3 separate regions of the Rattus norvegicus genome follow, and all the other regions are linked to region 2. Evidence: chromatin contacts called from public Hi-C data. All regions are on one chromosome and are shown on one strand. Each heading gives the region's core, a stretch centred on a gene start, on an enhancer-like site or on the middle of the called end of the contact. The rest is flanking DNA. Distances are from core to core; before and after follow the strand shown. Region 1 overlaps C3h9orf50 (similar to human chromosome 9 open reading frame 50). Region 2 has its middle 150 kb from the start of C3h9orf50. Region 3 overlaps Ptpa (protein phosphatase 2 phosphatase activator).

Region 1 (4,512 bases), core at 1,233-3,732, 140 kb after region 2:
AGCCCCTTCTCAGGCCTGCCTGGACTTGCCAACTGCCTGTGAGGGTCCTGTCTGGCCACCAGGGAACCTTCTTGATACCACCAGTCCCTGCTTTTCAGGTTAGTCTGCCAAGTCCCCTCCCCTACTGGAGCTTCAGTGTCGTGGGGGAGGGGGAAGGTTTGGCGGGCTACAGAGGGCTACCCCACTAGGTCAGCCTCCAGTGGGAGCCACACTGTGTAACTGAGCTGAAAATGGGTCAGATTTCTCTGGTCCTCAGCTTCCCAGAACGGGCTCTCCTGAGCGTGGTTTCTAAGAAACCCAGTGTACAAATGAGGCCTGGTGGCTGCAGGAAACTGAGTATGGCTCAGTCTTTGTCTCTCTGGTCTTGGGGTGCTCTGGTTACCTAGAACTTCGCAGACTACCAAGCTGGTTTCGAACTCTGAGATCCTCCTGCCTCTACCTCTCAAGTGCTGGGATTAAACCCATGTGCCACGAATTCCAGCTGTCTCACTCTCCCTCTTTCGAGGGCTTTTTTTTTTTTTTTTTTTTTTTTTTTGGTTTTTTTTTCGGAGCTGGGGACCGAACCCAGGGCCTTGCGCTTCCTAGGCAAGCGCTCTGCCACTGAGCCAAATCCCCAACCCCTCCAGGGCTTATTTTTAAAGCCAAGCACAGCTGCGCACACCTTCAATCTCTCAGCACTCGGGAGGCGGAGGCAAGAGGATCTCTAAGTTCAAAGTCAGCCTGGTCTGTAGAGTGAGTTCCAGGACAACCAGAGCTACATAATGTGACACCGTCAGGGAAAAAAAAAAATTTTTTTTTAAAATTGTGTTTGTGTGTGCACATGCAAATGTGCCCGTGAGCATGCACGCATGTGAATGAACGTGAGTGAAGTTACTGCAGAGTCCAGAAGAGAAGGTACAGGCAGTTGTGAACTGATGTGGGTGCTGGAAACCAAACCCAGGACCTCTGAGAGAGCAGCAAGTGCTCTTAACCACTGAGCCATCTCTCCTGCCCACACTGTGGGGACCAGACCCAGCTCCTCACACATGGCAGTGTAAGCAGCAGCCCTCACTTCTAGGGCTAATGAGTCACCACCAGGGTACAAAGACTCACAAGGCAGAGAACATTCCAGAGAAAGGGGCAGGGCTTCCTGTCAGAGTGGGGACACCCTGCATCTGTCAACGAGCCTAGTTCCCATGCCCTACTTGACTTGGCCCAAGAGATATAGTCTGTGGTGGTGATCAGGGAGATGAGAGAGTTGGGAAGGCCTCACCCGGGAGAGGAACAGACCAGCCCTAAAGCACATGGTACACGGCTACCACACCCACTATGCTACTGGAAAGGGACCCAAAGCTAGGATTTTCCCCCAGCTCCCCTGTGCCTGGGGGCCACCTTTAAAGGCCCCACGAGGCATGGCAGGCATGGTGGCACACACTTTAATCCTAACACTGAGGTGGGCAAAGGCGGGCAGATCTCTGAGTTCCAGGCCAGCCTGGAGTGATCACAGAGTGATCACAGACCAGGTCCACAGTGAGGCCCTGCTCAACCATCCAGACAAAAAGGTTCAGTACAGGCTCTGGGAAGGAGAATGGAATCACTCTGAGGAAAGACCTAGGTTGTTTGAAAGGGGTCTTTTCCCAGTTTCAGCATTCCCAGCCCCTTCTTGGTCACCTAAGTTCAGGCACCACACGAACTGCCATGTTGTGGGTGTAGGCTGATGACACTTCTGAAGTCCTCTAGGACCCTGGTCCTCCAGAGGTCCATGGTACATACTTCAGTGTGCAACACAAGCTCTGAAGTGTGTTACCTCTGTGTGTGGAATGGGCTGTGTGTGCATTCTTTCTGGGGTAAGTATGCCTGGCTTCCCCGTGTGGGAGGACGTCTGTGTGCCATGTGTATGGTCCCATGTATCATGTGCTGTGTGTATCTGTGTTTATGTGGTATGTGTGCGAGTACCTCTTTGTGTCTGTTTTTCCATGTGTATGATGTGTTGTTACATGTGTGCCTGTGTCCATGTGTATCAGTTGTGTGTGTGTGTGTGTGTGTGTGTGTGTGTGTGTGTGTGGTGTGTGCTTCTCCATGTGTGGTATCTGTACATGTTGTATATACAGTGTGTGTTATGTACCTGGACTGTGTCTGCTGTGAACATCTGTGGTATGGTTTTCTACGTGTGTGGGGTCTCTATTGGTGTCGTATGGTGTGCCTGTCTGTGTGTTCTCCCTGTGTGTGGGGTCTCCAGGTGGTGGTGAGTATGTGCTGTCCTCTGTGTGTGGGGTCTCTGTGGTGTGTCCTACTTCGACCTCCAAGATTTTTTCCTTGCATGGGTCTGTTCTGTGCGTTACCAGCCTCTCCGTGAAGGTCAGGTCTCCCGGTTGCAGACTGGAGGCCGAGTTCCCCACAGTGGGGAGCGCAGAACCCAGGATTCAGGGATCACAGCGAGCACTGCCTAAGGGAAAGTTTTCAACACCGGACTAGAGCTGAAGTTTCGCGGCGCAAAGCCAGGCCAACACTGCCCCCGCGCGGTGCGGCGCGGCGCTGCAGGCGGCCGGGGAAACAGAGGCAGAACCCGCACCCGCGGTGCGCAGCACTCCAGAATTCCACGTCCTGGGTCTCAGCCTGAAAGCCCAGAAAGGGACCGAGGCCCGCTCCAGCCCAGCGCAGATGACGTTGACGCATCGCGTCGCATACCGGGTCCGGATCTACCTTTCTTCAGCCCTTCATCATCCCCAGCCCATCTGGTCCCTAAGATGACCGGCCCAGTCCAGCCCAAACCCCCAGCATTCGGTCCTCCCAGTTAGACTCCACTCCGCGCCGAGTCCGAGCCGTTTCTTCAAGGGCCAGCAGGTGGCGATAAAGACCTGGCCAGAGCGCAAGAACAAGGTGAAACTCCAAAGAGGGAGGGCTGGCTCCCAGGCTTCCCCCAGGGGTTGGGACATGGAGTGATGGGGCACTTGGGTGTATGTCAGTGTCTAGGTTAGTGCAGCAGATAAATGCTAGGAGGCGCCTGCCACCTTGACTCAGGCCACTTCCCCATGTGGATCTGAACTGCATCAGGCTAAAAGGACTAAGAATTACCCATACACAGGCCTCTTTTTCCTGGGCTGGGGTCTAGATACCCATACCCTCTACTAAAAGTTGGGCAGAGAAGCCTCTGGCGCTAAAGACAAGTTGTTTATCCACTCTCCTAGGCTGAGGTCATGGCTGGGGGTCTGCTTCAGGTATGGGTTGATTTAGGTTTGAGGTTGTGTAGTGAGTGCCCCCCACCCCTTGGGAAAGCATCCCTTAGGACAAGCTGAGCCCCTCGGGTGCCCTGTCCCCCCCCATATCACCAGCCTCATCCCAGCTGTGAATCCGCCCTAATCTCCCCCACCCAGGAATCCAAGTGGTCCCCAATCAGGCACCCAGAATGGCTCATACTGGAGGACCTAGTGATCCATCCCAGCCACCTGGGAGGTGTGTTTATTTGTGGGGCGAAGAAGCACTCTCCTCATTGCCTGGCATGGGTACACTTCTGAGCAGGGGGGCCTCTGGCAGGCATTCACCTGTGAGCCTGCTGCCGGTTTGTGGTCGGCAGAAGGAGCTGGTAGCCCTTAGGGCGGCCTTGCTTTAGAACGGTCTGCAGCACCAAACTGGGCAGAAAGGATTCCTAGAGGGAGCAAGGCACTGCTGAGGGGAGCCCAGGGAGGAGACGGGGAGCAGACAGGTTCCCTGGGAGCCCAGGTGGGAGGAGACAGGTCCCCGGGGCCCGGGGGTGGGGCGTGGCGGCAGGTGGTCCCTCCCTGCAGTTGGTCTAGACTGAAGCACAGCCCACCCACTCACTAGCCAGGCTCAAGGACTTCCTCCCCCTCCGCTCCACACCGAGGGAGGCCAGGCCACACAAATCCAACAGAGAGGCTCCCCTGCAGAGTCACTGAGGGCTGGTGCTTCTGCTGGCCAGCTGCCCTGGGCTGCTCACCAGCTTCTGGCTCCCGGGACAGGGCGATTTGCCCACCTGCTCCGGATTGTTAGGGGTGTCCAGGAAGGTTCTTAGGCCTCCCCTTGGCCTTGGGGCGGTGGCCCTGGAGATGAAGGGTAGGCGGCTGCTCACGGTGGCATCCTCAGAAAGGTAGAGCTGTGGTTCCTGAGCTGACCTGGTGAGGGGAGAGGAGCCTATAGCTTTTCGACCCTGAGTTCCAGGCCCATCTGCACTTCGTCCCCGGAGGACCTAGACCACAACCCTCCTGCTTTCTCTACCCAGAGCCTCACTCGCGGGGGCAGTTCCAGCATGAGGAGCTAGCCGCGGTGTCTTGGACCCTGGGTTGAAGGGCTCTGGGCAGACTGTCCAACCATCTCCCAACACTCCCAAGCACTCGCTCTGACACAGATACAGCTGGCAAAGCCGTCTGCTCGCTCGGTAAGATATTCTGCCGGACTAGAAGAGAGAGAGCAGAGTGAGTTCCCTGTCCCCTCCCCCAGGGAGGGGCATACTGATATGCCCCCACCCTCTCTCCTTCCTCTGGCTGGCAAGGCTAGACAGAGCCCTGTCTCCATGGC
Region 2 (4,519 bases), core at 767-3,266:
CATGTTCGAAGCCTCCTGGGATTAACACAGAGACATACCTTTGGGGGCACACACAGCTCATTACGGCCATGCTGTGGGACACATGGCGCTAGCTCAGAAACTTTTCCTGTGCCCTGTTCCTCAGACCACCTTCCCTCCACACACGGCGTTCTTGACAGGGAAAGGTGTTCAGTGGAGAGTCCATTTAGAAGCCTCTGTGCTACCTGTTCCTCAGCTCACCCTGCCTCAGCCTCTAGAACTTCCCCTGTGAAAGAACACATCACAGAAGAAACAATTGTCATGAGGACAGTCAAGCTCTGGGGTCTCTCTTGAGGTGTCCCTCTGAGTAAACCAGTCTGTCTCTTGGGGGGTCTTTGCTTGCGCATGTGTCAAGAAAGCAGCCCGGCAGTCACAGTCCTAGACTGCCGGGAGGTATAGATGGCATCCTCACTGCCTGCTGCTCCCGGCAGCTTGTTCCGAGGGTATGAGTTTATGGGGTGCACATTGGTGATTTGCAATAGTGAAGAAGTCCACACACGCCCTTCCCCCCGCCTGCCCTATTCTGGACCGTCAACAAGGACACTTTCTAAGTATTTCTGGGAACCTTTTCTTCACCCAGCAGAGCTAAAGACCACCTTCTGTGATGACCCAGGCAACTTAGGAACCAGCCATACGTACTGGACTCCAGAGTGTCTGAGAAGGTGTCGGTGGGGCTGAAGGGACCCTTGCTAATTACCAAGAAGTGACCAGGAGGCCCAGGGCCCAAAGCTCTGGCCTTGTAAGGGCAATGAAATCAAACTAAAACCCTGTGGCCAACCTAGGAGGACCCTGACTTCTGTTTCTGAGCCAAAGCAAGGGCTGGATGTGGTCTGGAGGTAACTGGGCTTTCTTTGCTGGAGGCCTTAGGCTCCTCCCCGCACACAAGAAAAAACAACCTGGGTCATTCATTCGAGCGGTTTGTATGTGCAAATATTTTTTTTATTAAAAGTCCACTTCCTGTGCCCGAGGCCCATCCCCTCCATCCACTCTTTCTGGCCTCTCTGTCTAGGACCGGAGTCATAACTGTTTGCATTTGGGCTAATAACGACCTGGGAGTTTGGGGGTGGATATGGGCAGGACTGTAAACTTTAATTAGCCTGGTGAGATTAACATCCTAGCATGGGGCCTGGGGTGGGGGCCTCCTTCAGAGCTATCTGATCCCAGTAGACACCCCCCTCCCGTGAAGAGCACCCTATACAGGATGTGCAGGAGACCGCACAGCAAGGCTTACACGTGCTGAGTTAATCTTTATTCGCCTCGAAGCTGAGCCAGGCTTCAAAGAACCCTGGGTCGAACTTGCTGTCTCTCTGGCTCAACAGTACTCACTGGTTTCCTCCTTACAGAAGCCTCAAGCAGAAAAATCAGGGACTGGGCTGTGTGACCTTGAGTCGGTTGCTCACCCTCTCCAGGAGGGGAGGCTAAGTGGGGAGGTTCAGGACAAACGCTATGGGATCTGGGATGCTAGACCCTACTGGGTGGCCGAATTGTTACTGCCTGGCTGCCTAGCCTGGGGTCACACGTTCAGGAAGGGCCGAGGATTTTCTGGTTTCCATCTGGCTTAGTATTGAGAGCATTCAGCGGCTCGGGGGCTGTTTCCACCAGCGTCCCCAGGAAATTGGCCTTCCCGAGAATGAAGTCATCTGCTTTCCTTTTATTTATTTATTTTTGTTGCCTTTTTCTCCTTCAAGCTTGAGCCTCCGGGCCTGTGCGGCCCCTCTCCACGGCTGTCGCGGGGAGAAGGGGTTCTGAGAATAGGGGAACCCCGGGGCGCCACGCGCCGTCCCGGGACTGGCTGTAGGTGAGCTCCCGGGCGGCCAGGGCGAACAATAACAGTAAATAACGCTGCCTCGTCAGCGTCATAAAAACGGAAACGCTTCCACTGTGTTTTAATAAGCGTCGCCCATCAATCTGCCTCCCTGCCGGCCGCGGGCACCGGGGAGGGAGCGGGAGGGGGACGAGGGGGCGCGAGCGGCCGGGGTCACGCGCGCCAGCCGAGCCGAGAGGCGGCCGAGCTGAGTAACTCCGTTGCCATGGCGACGTGGCCGCAAGGAACAGGAAGCGGCAGAAATAGCAGCCGCCGCGGTGCGGCCCCTCCCCCCGTGAGCCCGTTGCCACGGCGACCGGGCGGGAGCGAGGCTGCGCGGGCGGCCTCCTGCTCAGCCGACTGGCGCATGCGCAGTACGACATGCGGGTGGGCCTCGCCCCACAGCTCCCAGGGTGGCCCGTGGAGACCAGAGCTACTCGAGGGTCCGGTGTCTGCTCTGGGAGCCGTCTCGCTTCGGCTTCTGGCAGAGGCAATGCTTTCCAAGCATGCAGAAGGACGTGGGTACCGGAGTCCCCGACGTGTTCTGAATGACTACAGAGCCAGGACCTGGCTTCCCTCACCATGGATGGGGCACTTGAGTGACGTTTGGGATGCCTGTTCCTGGTCCCTTTCTCCACGTGTCCCTTTGCCAGATACAACCTGCATAGAACACAGAAGCCCCGGCACCCTCTATGTCCCCTTGTGTGCTAGAAAACAACGTTCTCCCCCCTTAAAGTTAAGGGAAACCTAGATGTTTCATAACAAAAGCCCTCCCCCACATCCCGTAATAGCTTGTTTATGTGGAAGCGGCTGCAGCCTTGGGGGTCTGAAGCTGGTGTGTGTGTGTGTTTGTTAAGGGGACACACGTGATTAGATCTGAGGCCGTTTGTGGAGAATTTTCTTCTCTGTAGATTCTGTTTGGTTTGTTTTTAATAAGGGTCAGAGGTCTGTGCTTCTGTGGGGAAGGGGGAAGGGTCACCTCGGATGGCCAGGCCAAAGTGTCCCAGGGGGGCAGGTCATGGGGCCTGCAATGCTAGCTAAGGCCAGCCGCTAAAGCTGCTCCATCTGGCTCTGCTCCCGGCAGGCAAGCACAGGCAGCCAGGATCTGGGATGCTCCCTAGAGTGGAGCCCCAGAGGGGGGACACCCTGGAACGGCAACTGGTCTCCCTGGGCAGGACAGCTGTCATTTCTCAACTCTGTCCAAGAGAGAGAGAGAGAAGGGAGCTGCTGCTGTCTGGCTCTTTCTACAGCACTATTCAGGGTGGGCTTATGTATGTAGTTTTCAGGTTGGCTGTGTGAAGTGAAGGGAGCCCCCAGCTACTTCAGATTCCTGGCCAGCCAGCCCAGCGTCAGGACCAAGGGCTACAGGCTATAGAAGAGCATCTCCACCCAGGAGAGCCTAGCTGTGTGTCTTTCCCTCCTTCCTCACCCTGTACAGATGGGGGTAGGGGGTGTGCTTGCCCTGAAGATGGGGTGTCCAAAGACACTGCATCTGCCATAGAGATTTGGGGATCGCAGTTAACTTTTTTTAGGGGAAGCCAAGGAGATGTGGGAGAAAAGGAGCAGAGAGACTGGGCTGTAATCCAGAGAAAGCCCCTGTCCCCGAGGCCAAAGTAGACGGAGAACTGCAGGTCCTCGTGGCTTGTGACTGTCCATTGAGGGAGGTAGGTGCCCAGAATCCGATGGGTATTTACTGCAGCGGGAAGGGGCTCCCTCGCTGTCCTCTGGGCCCTGAGACCTAGGCCGACTGTGTCCAGAGGCAAATGACTCCTGAGTTAAGGGGTTAAGAAGCATCATGAGCCCTGGCTCTGCCACCAAAGCCCTGTGGAATCTGAGGCAGGGCCACTTATCTTCCCTGGGCCTCAGTTTCCCATCTGGCAAACAGGTAGAGTGTCAAGGCAGTCACCCACTGTCTCATAGCTACCCAGTCAGTATTTCTGAGGTCTGTATGTCCTGTCTAATTTGACATTCAAACCAGCCCACCGAGGCAGATACAGCCATGGTCCCCAAGTCAGGCTCAGGGAGAGAGGCCCAGAGGAGTGAAGTCACTTGCCAGGATAAGCTAGAAGGTAGCATAGGCGTCTGTCACACCCGCAGGAGAGCAGGAACCACGCTGTGAGTGCTACAGTCACATGTCAGCACTCCCCCCCCTCCCTTGCTCAGCCCTTCCCGTTTTGACGGCTCCACCCAGAGCCTTCCCTTTGTATGGAGTTGGGACGCCCAGCCTTCCTTTCTGAGGTTAGCAAAGGGACCAGATCTCTGTGGTGGCCGCTAACTGTCAAGAGTGAGGGGTGACTGGGAGGGTAGGTCTCCAAGGATAAGTGCACCGTGCACAGCTTTGCAGTTTGCCCCAGAGCTTGAGATCTGCCTACCATCTCCCCTGTCCCTTTCCTGCCGTTGATGTGGCAGGGCTGGGGGCCCTCACTCTCTAGGCAGGCGTGTGGCATCCAGATGGTGTGGTTAATCGCGCTGGAACCGTAAATCAGCGGTATTGTCCCAGCCTCCCTCCTCTTGGCAGTGCCGTCACCTGGAGGAGGAGCTGGTGTGAGAAGCCCCTCCAGCCCCGCCCCTCAAGCCCCGCCCACCAGCCCCGGGCTTTGTTCCCAGTCAGTGGCCAGTGTCTGTGTTTGAATACTGGCCCTGTCACTGCCTGACTGTATGGCTTTGCTGAAGCCCTGGTCTCCCTGTTAGCCTCAG
Region 3 (4,500 bases), core at 1,163-3,662, 220 kb before region 2:
TGTGGTTTCTCAGTCCCATTATGATGTGTGCACTAAGCAGAGGCTCTACCATAGCTCTCCCCTAGTACACCATCGCAGTGGTTGTAAAATGTCCGAGGTGGGCACCTTGTGCTCAGGCTGGGTCATAGCTGTTCTGAAGCCCAGGCCTCTGCTTTTCCCAGACCACCCCCACCTGGAGCCCAGACATTTTGTGGACGAGAAGGCGGTGAGCGAAAACCACAAGGACTACATGTTCCTCCAGTGCATCCTGTTCATCACCGAGGTGAGAGCCACACCAGCCTCTGTTAGGCACCTCAGCGGCTGGGCTCCTTTGCCCAGCTGCCGCCTTCTCCCAGAACCAGGAGGACCCTTTCTTTGTTACGTTTGAGTTGGATCCTCACTCTGCTGCCCAAACTGGCCTTAAATTCATGATAGTCTTCCCGCTTCAGCCTCATGACTGGGGTTAGAAATAAGCCACCACACTCGGCTCCCATGGGCTGATGAGTTAAGTTGTAGTTGTCAGCTAGACTTGGTGGCCTCGAAGCAGACTTAAAGGGTGCCATGCATTGTATTAGGGGTGCAGTGAGTCTCTAGAGCCCTGTGTTTATGGACTCAGGTTGAAATCCTGAGAGGAGCGGAAGTGCTGGGAGTAGTTTGTCTCTGCCTCGGTGGTGTTTAAGAGATGACAACAAGCGGCCTGTGGAGGCGGTCACTGGGCCCTCACCACCTGGCACATTCCCTGACTGGAAGCTCTTGTCTCACTGAGGCAGGATTCTCCACAGTATGGTCTCAAGGTGGCCCAGGGACTGAAAATCCATGGCTTTGGGCCCACACCAGCTTTCTCTCTCAGAATCTTCTCAAGGGCCCACAGTCTCAGGGCCTTGCTTCTAGGAAGTATTAGAACCTTTGGTTCGCTCTACCTGTACCTCTCAAGTCAGTCTCACCCATCCCAAGTTTACACAGTCCTGTCTTCTCTTTCCACGCCCCTATATGTTTGCCCTGTGGATTACACGTGGTCTCCTGCTCATGAACACCACTCTCTTGGCTCCCTGTTCTGAGCTTCTGAGCAGGGAAAAGCCTGGTTAGCAGCCTTGACTCTAGGTTCCTTCTGGTCAGCATTTGCCTCAGGGTTGTGCCAAGCTCCAGGGGCCAGAGGGGAATGACACATTTTTTCCAAGTCAGCAAATGGAGCCAGGACTGACGGCTGGCCAGCCACTACTTGGTTCTTAGAGATGTGCTGCCTTCAGCAGTGTGGCAGCTCAAGGTCAGAAGGACTGGGGGCAGCCTGGCTCACTGCTGTGAAAGACAGCTCTACAGGACTTCATCGTGCAGTGAGGGGATGGGGAGGCTCTAGGGTGAGAGGGCAGGACTGGGTGGGAAGGAGCTGCAGATTGTGCAGCGCTTGCTGCTTGAGGCAGAAGCCTAAGCTGTTACTGCTTCCTCTGGCGGCTGGCCAAGCCCCTGCGCCCCTGTCAGTGATTCCAACAAGGAGGCTAGCGCGGCTGGGCCTCAGAGACTAGTGATCGATCCTGTGCTCAGATTTAGTGTGCATGTGTCTGTTTCCTGCTGGTATAAAACCCCAAAAGCTTTCCCCAAAGTTTGGGCTGGAGGACCCCAAGGAAGGTAGCCCAAATAACCACAAGGAGGCGCTAAAGTGCGCTGAGCTCAGGTGGCTTTCAGTGACGGAGGTAGGAAGAGGGAGAGGCAGCTTTCTGGCTGTTGTGCACCTTCTCTGCAAGGCTTGCTTTTCTCTTGGTTCCAGGCTCTGGGGTCAGTCAAGCTCTGGGTGGTTGCTAGGCACTGTGGGAGCAAGGGCGGTCTGCCTGCTTGGGTTGGGCAGTTGTAGCAGCTCTGCCGCTGCTGTTCACAGATAGATAGCTAGACAGACAGAGATATGGATACAGATATATAGATATTTCCCCCCACCCCTGCACGTCATGAAGTTGGCAGTTTTTATTTATAACCCCCATCAGTTAAGTGAGTGGCTTTACCCAGACCCCAGGTCTCAAGCCTACAGTATGCTCGGACTTTTGGTCAGGGAGACCTGCAGTCTTTACTGGTCACACAAAACCCAAGGAAGTTGGGAAGGAAACCACTTCTCTTTGCTGGGTCTTGTGTCAGGACTGCTTTGATAGCCCTGGGCATGACAAGGGAGGAAACCCACCATACAGGGCTACTGCTGCTTTCAGAAATGTAGCCCTGGCGCCTTTAAGAGCCCAGGGCAGGCAGGAAAAGAATTTCAGTTTCAATCTGGCTTCTAAATTTGGAGTTTTGGGAAGGGAGGGATCAGATTTCAGCTGGAAGGGAAGGAGCTGACAGGAAGGCGCTGTGCTGAGCCTCCCCCACCCCGCCCATCCCCCTCAGTTACTGACAGAGGAACCATTTACAAAAGGCCGATTCTCTGGGGAGTGGAGAGGCAGGAACGCAGCGTCTGTGAGTAATTTCCTGCTCAATATGGCTGCTCTGACTCACACGATTCCCCTGGGGTCACTGCGGGACTGCAGTTGCTTGCTTGTTCTCGCTCTTTCTCTTCTCCCTTTGTGGCTAGAATGAACTGATTTTTTTTTTTTTTTTTGTCTTCTCACCCCCAATTTCTTTTTCTCCCTCATTTTTTTTTTCTTTCTCTGAGTTGCAGAACCTCCTTCTGAAGGACTTAGGAGTCCTGAGGCCCTGAAGGCCTTGAGGGTGCGGTGGCCTCTCAGGGGACATACTGGGCCTGCCTCTAGCTCTGCTGTCTGCCAGACAGCCCTTTCTGAGTATCCCTTGCTAGTGAGTGAGGCTGGTCCCCAGGCAGGCTGGTCCCCAGGCAGGCTGGCCCCCCAGGCAGGCTGGTCCCCAGGCAGGATCTTAGCATCCTTTATCTGTTCCAGGGCCCTTGCAGAGCCAGCCCTGGAGCACCTGCTGTGCGACAGAGCCCCTGGTAATTGGCTCAGGGGTCCAGCCTGCAGTGTGCAGACTCAGGGTTGGAAGTAGAGAGACAGAGGGCGGAGTCTTTGGGAGGGTTGTGATAGATCTGGGGAAGCCGAGGGCACTGTAAGTTTTGGTGCCTGTGGTCAAGGAAAGACTCCACAGGTGCCTGGGAGGGAGCAGGGCAGGCTTTGGAAACCTGCCCTCAGCACTGGGGCGGGGCCTCTGAGACAGGCTCTCATTGGTGATTTTTGCTAGGGAAGGGAGGTGCTATGGAAAGATGGCAGCATTTCTAATTTAAATCTAGAAACTGCCCTTCCCAGAACTGGAGGCCTGTGGGAGTGGGACCACCAAGTAAGGCTACAGCAGTAGAGTGGCCTGTGATGTCCTCCTGTGAGGAGAGTCTGGCTTATCCTGTCTCCTCCCGGAGCCTGCCCCACCTCACCCACCCACCTTCTCAGTCGCCAAGGTCCAAGGCTCTGCTTCCTTGGCAGACTCCCTGGGCTTGTCGGTCTTTCTCTGTAGTGCGGGGCTGCCTGGGACCTGGGCAGGGAGTGAGGAGGACGCACTGAGCTAATAAACACCAGTGCACTGGCCCTGAGCTCTCAGTGGCAGGCAGAATGTACTCAGGACAAAGGCTTCCTTCCCTGTCCCCGGGCTGTGCCTCTGATGCCCTAGGAACAGCATTGGACTGTGACAGTGCTTCTCTGCCTTCCTGCAGTCAGGGTTTGAGGAAGAACTGCACTGGTGGACTGTCCATGTGCCTGCTCCTCTTGTTGCTGTGGCCCTTCTGCCCTACTCTTGACCTTGCTAAACAAACACTCCTCCTGTACTGATGTGGAGTCTCCCACAGCCCCTTCCTGTCCTCTTGACAGGTACAGAGGGGGAAGGGAGCCTGCCTGCTGTCTGGATAGGAACACATTCTACCCTCTCAGGGTGGACATATTGTTTTCCTAGGTTGCTAAATTTGATAGGAACAAAGCCTCTGTTTTGTCTGTGTGAAAGAGAGGAGTGGGTGACAGAGGTTATATTTTTTCAGCAAGCCTTGGGGGCCAAGCCCGTGTGTGTGTGTGTGTGTGTGTGTGTGTGTGTGTGTGTGTATCTCCATAGTGCAAGAGAGCAGAGGTAGAACCTAGGTGGCCTCTGCCTCTCTAGTTCCTGGACTTCTTTTCCAGATGAAGACCGGCCCCTTTGCAGAGCACTCCAACCAGCTGTGGAACATCAGTGCTGTCCCGTCCTGGTCTAAAGTGAACCAGGGCCTCATTCGCATGTATAAGGCGGAGGTGAGTGGGGTCTGCCCTGCCTGCCCCTGATGCCCCCGACGCCCCTGATGCCCCTTGGTCCTGGGGGTGAGCTCAGGACCTCCAATTCTTCATCACATTGTTTTGCTCTGGCTCTTGGGCCAGCTGTCTGAAACTTGGGAACCTCAACCTGATGGATGGGCAGTTACAAGGCACTGGGCAGAGGCCCAGCTCATTTCTTCATAGCTTAGGGATTGAAACAACCTGTGCTGCTGGAGAAGTTAGGGGCTCTCTTTGTACCTGTCAAGTGGCCAGAGGCCTCTCAAGGCTCTGATGACTTCAGTGTCTCCCAAAGTGACTAGGACATCAATCC

The links. A called contact is a pair of places that touch in the nucleus more often than the background predicts.
Region 1: a Hi-C map of Schwann cells shows a contact between it and region 2, with 5 times the contacts expected there. The contact joins two enhancer-like sites. A contact is called at or near these places in 2 of 12 Hi-C or Micro-C datasets (Schwann cells and mammary epithelial cells) and 1 of 1 datasets of contacts at active chromatin or transcription factors (oligodendrocytes).
Region 3: a contact with region 2 is called in a Hi-C map of psoas muscle, with 7 times the contacts expected there. The contact joins two enhancer-like sites. A contact is called at or near these places in 2 of 12 Hi-C or Micro-C datasets (hepatocytes and psoas muscle) and 1 of 1 datasets of contacts at active chromatin or transcription factors (oligodendrocytes).

What each region holds. Positions count from the first base shown.
Region 1 is chr3:34,475,114-34,479,625 of GRCr8, forward strand. C3h9orf50 (similar to human chromosome 9 open reading frame 50) reads right to left here. Exons shown (of 6, transcript NM_001100979.1): 4 at 4,225-4,390; 5 at 3,935-4,109; 6 at 3,412-3,625. The coding sequence ends at 3,518. Among named protein-coding and RNA genes, the nearest start is that of C3h9orf50, 7.4 kb to the right of the region's middle. Within about 2 kb of position 2,483, at least 35 of the 93 cell types and tissues checked have an H3K27ac peak or open chromatin away from gene starts, as enhancers often do. A contact at or near this core is called in Schwann cells, where this site is marked.
Region 2 is chr3:34,331,710-34,336,228 of GRCr8, forward strand. No RefSeq gene overlaps it. Among named protein-coding and RNA genes, the nearest start is that of C3h9orf50, 150 kb to the right of the region's middle. Within about 2 kb of position 2,017, at least 82 of the 93 cell types and tissues checked have an H3K27ac peak or open chromatin away from gene starts, as enhancers often do. A contact at or near this core is called in Schwann cells, where this site is marked.
Region 3 is chr3:34,109,334-34,113,833 of GRCr8, forward strand. Ptpa (protein phosphatase 2 phosphatase activator) reads left to right here. Exons shown (of 10, transcript NM_001108577.2): 8 at 162-262; 9 at 4,062-4,169. Among named protein-coding and RNA genes, the nearest start is that of Ptpa, 24 kb to the left of the region's middle. Within about 2 kb of position 2,413, at least 83 of the 93 cell types and tissues checked have an H3K27ac peak or open chromatin away from gene starts, as enhancers often do.